Linked DNA regions of Hordeum vulgare: region 2 is linked to region 1. Evidence: chromatin contacts called from public Hi-C data. All regions are on one chromosome and are shown on one strand. Each heading gives the region's core, a stretch centred on a gene start, on an enhancer-like site or on the middle of the called end of the contact. The rest is flanking DNA. Distances are from core to core; before and after follow the strand shown.

Region 1 (3,936 bases), core at 1,104-3,603:
TTAGAGAAGGCTAACACAAAAGATATATAGATCGAACGAGGCGAGGCCTCCTTCCTGGGAACCTACTGAACTACTCCTTGTCGTCAGCGGCCTCCACGTAGTGGTAGGCACCGTTGGGGTAGAAGACTTTGTTGGTGGGATATGCTATCTCCTTGGCTCCATCATCTGGTCACGACAATCGTATCAAGGGGAAAAGGGGGAGCAAAGCAATAGTGATTACTCATCCAAAGTACTCGCAAGACTGACATCAGAACTATGCTAAGTATGCTTCAGTATCAAAGAAATGGGTGTTATATCCGGAGTGACTGCAGCAATGCGAGAATAGAGAGATGGGACTAGTACTATCAAAAACTAGGATCTTGAGTGTCTTGCACACTAGAAGAGTGTAGAGCAATAACACATTCATATAGTCATATTGTTGCAACAAATTTAATTAAGTCACGCCGAGAAATTCTTCCTCGATTCCCTGCGAGAAAGCAATCTTGGAGCCAAACATTCCAGTTAAGTAAGAGTTCTAGTTGTATTAGATCTGGATAGAATTCCAAGTAGTCCTATAACCGTGGACACGACTATTCAAATAGTTAATTTTCATCCCTCCACGGGCGCACCGAATTACCCAACACGCTTGATAAACTCTGGCCGGACACAGTTTCCTCGGTCATGCCCGGCCTCCAAACATCAACACGTCGCAGCCCTACCTAGGATCAACAAAGAGGCTAGCCCGCCGGTCTCAATCCTAAGCGCGCAGGGGTCATGGCCCCATCACCCTTTGCACCCCTGCATGATGCATGGGCGGCTGAGGTTAGTCCGGCGGGCTACTAAATCCTAAATCCTAAGAACAATGCTTACGCGGAACACTCGGGCACGCGCCGCTCCATTGCTAATGTCTAAAGAGCTTCGGCTGATACTACGACATCGAGCACCTATAAATTCTCCCACATGAAGGTTAGTGCGAAAAGGTCTACAACCAACTTAGATCAAATACCCAAATCCCATTAGCATTTTATTTAACATTGTAGCGACGATCAACAATCCATGATATGTGGTCTCGTCGCTCCGTCTCGAGGATGTGTGGCAAGGGCTAAGAATGCCCGACCACGCCTCATCACATCCATGCGAGAATCCAGCTGCAACACACCTCATCATGCACCCAGTAGTAAGGTCAAGTAGCTGTGTGGTCGCAACATCAGAGGGATCCGAGGTATCACCCTCGATGGATTCCGAACGATGTATCCATCAAGGAGACTAGGCGGAATCACCTTCGATGGTCGACGCTTGATGAGTGTACGATAGAGCCGTTATCGAAAGTGGTGTAGGAGGAATCACCCTCCGTGAACCACCGCCAGTTAACTACACTACAGAGCTAACATCACGAGTACGTATCGAAGTGTCACCCTCGGTACTCGATAGTAGCTCTGCAGCGTCGTACAACAAGGGTGTGTGTGAAGTGATGTGACGGGTCTTGGCTCATCGATCAGTTGATCGAGAGTTGATGATAAAGCGGGGGCAAGTGGGTTTAAGGGGGGTGTCAATGGGGATCACTGCTCCACTATACTAAGCATTTAAAGTACAATAGAGTATAACAACAGTTTATCAAAAACATGTTATGCATCACAATAGGTGCTATCTACAACAGTAGCAAAATCTAATGCAAGCATGGGGGAGAAAGAATGGGCGATATAGGAACTATCGATGGGGTTGGTTGCCTTGTTGCTCTGCTGAAAAAGGCTGATCATCAGTGGCGTAGTCGTACCCGGGAGCTGCGTCAGCTTCGGCGTCTACCGGAGAGAACAGGGGAAGAAATAATAAATAAAAGCAGGCATACGTAACATGATGCATGGCATAGCAATACGCAGTGCTAGGGATGAGCTAACACGGTACTACACGTTACAAATGGAGCGGCATAATATTTGGCGATATTTTCCGGGTCTCAAGCTTCTACTTGACAGATGATCCTAATGCCAAATGTGCATGTTCATAATGCTAGGAGCACGTGACAGATGAACGAATAGCGTATCATGTATAAATTAATTTTATCGGAGTTATGGATTATTTTATATGGGTTTCTAAAGTTTTAACAATATTCTGGATTTATATATTAATTCGAATTAAATCAGAAAATGCTATGTTTACCCAAGTGTGTATCTTGCACACAGGCTTACATGTGGGTCCACGAGGGGTTTGTCGAATGTTTAACAAGTCATAGTTTGACTGGTCAATAGTGTGGGGGACCCACATGTCATTGTCACCGATTTTAATTAAATGTTTAGTTAGCACTAGGGCCCCACATGTAATAGACTAGTTAGCATGGGGGCTCAGCCTAATGGGGGTTAGCACCTAATCTAATCAAGGGCTCACCCTAGCGGCAGTGGTACAAGTTGTGCCACACTAGTGGCTGGTTGGGCACGCACGGCACGTAGGGGAACCGGCAGCCATGGCTCGAGGGGCGAGCACGACAGCGGCCAAGAGGAGGCGCGTGAGTGCGCAACGACAGTGGCACGTGCCACAACGGGTGGAGGCGGTGCAGGCGGCAGCGACAGTAGTACTAGCAACAGGGGCGGCGGCGCATCAACATGCATCGGCGGGAGGAGCAGGGTAACGCGGTAGGGGGCGACGCGAGAGGCAGCACGCGGCGGTGCGCAGGAGCAGCAGGAGCAACAAGCGGGGCACGGCAGCCGTAGGCTGGAGGGTAGCGGCAGGCGAGGCCTGGGGCGACGCAAGCGACGTGGAACGGCGGCACGTCGGGCGGGGGCATAGCCAGACAGGGCCGGGGGGGCACAAGGCGGCTCAGGTGAGCGACCGCGGCGGGGAGAGCGAGCACCGGGGGCACAACGGCTCCGGGGAAGCTCGTCGGAGGAGGAGGGGGCACACAGCGGTGTGACATCAGACCGGGACGGGAGGGTGGTTGTTGCAGCAGTTCTCTCACTCTCAGCTCGGCGACGAACGCCCCGACCGCACGTACAGGCGTTTCGACTACAAAGACGTAACAGCCATGCTTCTCGTGCATGATCTGCATGCGGCGATCCGTCCAGCAGTGCCCGCGACGCGCACAACGAGCATGACCTGGCTAGCTCCATGCCCGCTGCTAACGGCCTACTCCTACCACCACGAGCACGACCTGGCCAGCTCCACGATTCCACAAGCACACACACGCCACACATACATGCACATACACGTACGCCGTGTTGCCGTGACCCAGCCTACGGATCCGACCCAACACACCGACGTCGGTCGCACCGCCACGGACCCGACCTGGCGTATCGATGCCGGTCGCACCGTGCTCTGTCATGACTTATTTCCAACAATCACCCCCTAAGCCGTGACCTAAGTCGTGACCTAGAGGAGCGCCGGCCCGACGTCGTCGTCGACCGCCGCGACAAGCGTGTGCTCCGCCGCCTCCGCCTGACGCGGCTTCGGGCACTCCCGTCGGAAGTGTCCACGCTGGCCGCAGTTGTAGCAGCGCCCGCGGCTTCCTCGCCGCTTTCCTAGGCCGCCCGACGTCGTGCTGCCCACGCCGTCATCATCGTGGTCTAAGCCGCCGCCGTGCTGACGTTGCCTTGCCGCCCATTGAGCCGCCATGAGTAGGAGCTGGTCGCCGCCACGTCCACCGTTGTCTTGAGTGCGCCGCCTCGTCCGCTCCTCGAACGCCTTCAGCCGGTCGAGCGCCTCCTCGAACGGCATCTTGTCGACGTCGCAGAACTGCTCAATTCCGGCCACCGCTGCGTACAGCCGGTCCGGCGCGGTGTCGAGCACTTTCTTCACCATTGCCACGTCATCGAGCGTCGCTCCGAGGGCCGCATACCTTGCTGCCATGCTGCTGATCCTCCCGGCATACGCGTCCAGCTCGTCACCGTCCTCCATGCGTAGGCGATCGAACTCACCGCGGAGAGTGGAGAGCCGCGCCGCCCTCACCCGGTCCGCACCGACGAACCGCGT
Region 2 (3,845 bases), core at 1,287-3,786, 110 kb before region 1:
CGGGTGGTGCAGTATTATCGAACATGTCAAATATGTACCCTTAGGATCCTTGTGCATGTCAGATAGCATTACATATTTTTGTTCATGTTTAACTCACTTTTCTTCTTCTTACTCCATCCATTATCTTTGTCTCCCTTGCTTGGGTATCTAGGAACATCAAAAATACAGTATAGCTTAGAATTTATCGAGATGCATTGAATCCTTTAACAAAGGACCACATCACTGTAATGAGAAAAACTCATGCAGTCAACCTTGTCATCTCATCTGCATTAACTAAAGTGTGAATCAAATCCTCTAGTTCAGTTGTAACCATAAAAGTAAAACAGAACTGTAACAGAGCAAAACTAAGACTCATTAACTGATGGAAGTTTACTCGGATTTTCTTTTTTGTGGAATCGTTGTTGGACTAACAAAATAGCAAACAATAGTAGCTAGCTTTCCCGAGAAAATATCAAAACCGCAATCTGCACCAATTACCGAGGAGAAATTGGAAATTTGCCACTTCCAATATATGGGTTCTTAAAATTGTCATTTTCAAGATTGGCTTCGCACATTTGCCACTCAGCTCGTTGACTCCTTGATTATCATGCCACTTTCCTCCTACTTTTGATTTTCATTTTCCTTTAACATTTATAATCATTGGAAAAGACCAAACCGGCCCTGATGCATATACACGTACTATCCAAATTTCAGTTGACACTTTGAATCGGAGGACAGCGTACCGGCCACCTAGAATACCGGGTGATCTCGTCAATGCAAACTGCTTCATCGATCTCCTTGACGCAGAGTGTCGCAGATCGTCTAGAGTCTAGACGTCGCATGCCACGGATATTCTCAGCGTCCCGAGAAGGACGGCGGGCTGTGCAGCTATGGCGCGCGCGGAGACAGCGCGAGCAGCAAGCAGCCTAGTGGCGCCGGCGGGGGCTGCTTCAGTAGCCACTCTTATCGACATCCTCAAGTAGTTGTGTGCTATTCTCCAATTCAGTGCTAGCTGAACTTCAGAGGAGACCAGAACCTGTAGCCGCGGGCTGGCTCGAGTGCCCGCGGTGGGCCTGATCGGCCGTGTAGTAGGCTCTCCTCACGAGCTCCTCACGGAAGATGGCGTGCCGCGACTGCGCGCCGGCGAGCACGGCGGCCGCGGCCATGGGAGCGGCGGGGCCGGCTTCCTCGCGCCCCGCCACGGCGGCGCGGGCCCGTCTCGCGGACGGCGGGCTTCGGCAGGGGCACGGGAGGGCTCCCCCTTGGCCGGAGGCGCGCGCGAAGGAGAGGGAGGGTGGGGTCCGGCACCGGGTCGCCTGCAGCTCGTCGGCGAAGGCCGGGGCGCCGCGGGGAAGGAGCTCGAGCGCGGCGGGGAGCTGCGGCGTCGAGAGGCGGTGGTGGGGGCGGCACTTGACGGAGCAGGTGACCGCCGCCGGCATGGCTGCTGGTTGGCTTGGCGAGCTGGGGTTCGGCAAGGGGAGTTGGTGGAGATTGAAGAAAGAGGCCCCTGGACTGCGGGTTAGTTTGGATTAAATATAGGGTGGTTTGTGTAAAATGTAAAAAACGACTCGTTCTTTGACTTAAATCCGGACTGCGGGTAGATTTTAGGAAACGTCGGGGGCTTTTTTGTAAATGTCGTGGTGGGTTTTTCGACGGAAGCAATAGCCGCTTTATTATTAGGTACTAGCAAAAAAAACCGTGCGTTGCAACGAAAGAGAAAATAACACACGCTTTGAACACAATATATTTTCACATGGCATCACATTTGTGTTGTCGACGATGGCCTGAGTGCTCACACAACGAAAACGTGTTTAAATGTACAATCACTCGGAATAAGATGAGAAATATGTTGTTTCTTCCCACGAGATTTTTCAAAGGTGTGCATGTGTGATTAACGATGTTTTCTTTCCTGTCAATTTGATTTTAATTTAATGGATATTTATTGTAATTCGTATGGTCGCCGGAAAGAGAGGAAAAAAAGGACCGTGCACTACAGATTAAGTTTGCACCAAAAATAATATTTAAGAAGTATTCAACAGTTAAAAATAACATCCTATTTAGATTCTACACATTTTTTCAATCAAATTTCATATATAACATGTTAAAATCGGAGTTACGGTTTAAAAGATATGAATAATTTTGTTTTAGATAAAATATGGATTGATTAACTAAAAAGTCAGGTTTTTTTTGTTAAAATAAAAAACATTTTGGCTGACTTAAATAAGGACGACGGGTTGATTACCTGAAACATCAGGGATTTTTTGAAAAATGAAAAAAAAACGGTTCGGGTGTGACTAAAAGATGACCGCGGGTTGATTATCTAAAATTGTGAGGACTTTTCTGCAAAATGACAAAAAAACCGGTCCGTTCTGACTTAAAATTGGACTGCGGGTTAATTACCTGAAACCGCGAGGGCTTTTATGCAAAATGACCGACGACGTGCAACAGAAGCGCTGCGCGCATTATTAGGGGAGATATAGATAGGAGAGTGTTCGACCATTGCAACAAAGGATTTGATGCAAAACAAGTGAGAAGAGAAAAACAAGTTTTGGAAACAAGTTTTTTTTTCCCCACAAAACGAGCAAAGTTATCAAATATTTACGCATCCAGAGAGGCCACGCGAACTCTGCTTCTCGTTTCGTCGCAACCATCTGACAGGTTCGCTCGCCGGGCGGAGGCATACCCGCCGCCATGTCGAAGCTCGCCAACCAGCCGCCGCCGCCGACGCCGTCGGATATGGATGTTGACTCCGCATCCGCGGCCGAGGAGAAGAATCCGGTCAGGTTCTCCATCAATGGTGAGCTTCTCCCCTTTCCCTACCCTCTCCACAGTCCCAATCTCCCCCCTCGCGTCTCCTGATCCCGCCCCCCTTCCTCCGCGCAGTGTTGGAACTCATGAGGGAGGCGCAGATGCAGCACGGCCTTCGCCACGGCGACTACACGCGTTACAGGTGCGCGTCCCGAATCCCGATCCCACCCCACTTGACGCCCACCCAGATCTGCTGCCTGCTCGTCTTCTCAACTGTGCCGTGCTACCGTGATTCTCGCCTCGCGGTTTCACGCGTGTATAACTTAGTAGATATGTGACTTGTGATGGAATGCTTTCATCCAATTGTTCCCCATACCCCAAATTTCCCATGGAAACCCTGCTTCGAACTTGTTCTGTAGTCTAATAGAATTCATACATGTAATCTGGTCTAAAGAAAGTTAGTATCTTTTTACACATTATGCTTGCTCCGTTTTCTCTGTTGCTGGTACATCAGGGGGAAGTTTTGTCCTCTCAGATGTTGCATGTCTTGTTTACCCAAATACCTTTCTTTTGCTTATAACTTAGTAGTATGGTGTTGCTGTGATTTTTTGTATGCTCTTTGTCTGAAGGATTTAGGATTATTTGCAGGAGATACTGTACTGCGCGTCTGAGAAGGCTCTACAAGTCTCTGAAGTTTTTGCATGGCCGTGGTAAATATACCCGGAGGAATATAACAGAGTCAACAGTGACTGATGTGAGGTGTGTTGTTTTTTCTCCTGATAATCTACCATATGCCTGCTGCCTTTGTCCATACTTCACTTAGGTTAGTACAGTACTTTGGTAGTTTTGTCAATTTAGATGGTCTGTTTGGATTTGGCATGTTAACTATTATTGTCAATATTTAAAACCAAGTAACCAACAATGTGATTTCCTTTGTTTACTGTTGAGCATATGATTACTATCAGTTACGAAGATTTTAGCCACCATTTGGTAGTTGTGTTCTACATGCCTGTGATATTCATTAGTAATTTATCAATATCGTTGATTCCTTACCCTAGCATTTTTTGTTGTTGATGAACACTTTTGTAGTGCATGTAATCAGTATGCGACAACTATCG

The links. Hi-C and Micro-C count contacts between places; a contact is called where the count stands out from the background.
Region 2: a contact with region 1 is called in a Hi-C map of leaf, with 1.9 times the contacts expected there. The contact joins the promoter of LOC123452368 here to the enhancer-like site in region 1. A contact is called at or near these places in 2 of 6 Hi-C or Micro-C datasets (leaf and seedling).

The regions. Positions count from the first base shown.
Region 1 is chr5H:286,787,923-286,791,858 of MorexV3_pseudomolecules_assembly, reverse strand. No RefSeq gene overlaps it. Among protein-coding and RNA genes, the nearest start is that of LOC123452368, 110 kb to the left of the region's middle. Within about 2 kb of position 2,353, at least 2 of the 3 cell types and tissues checked have open chromatin away from gene starts, as enhancers often do. A contact at or near this core is called in leaf, where this site is marked.
Region 2 is chr5H:286,898,861-286,902,705 of MorexV3_pseudomolecules_assembly, reverse strand. It overlaps LOC123452368 (signal recognition particle subunit SRP68), which reads left to right and starts at 2,536. Exons shown (of 13, transcript XM_045129020.1): 1 at 2,536-2,776; 2 at 2,863-2,929; 3 at 3,376-3,486. The coding sequence starts at 2,671.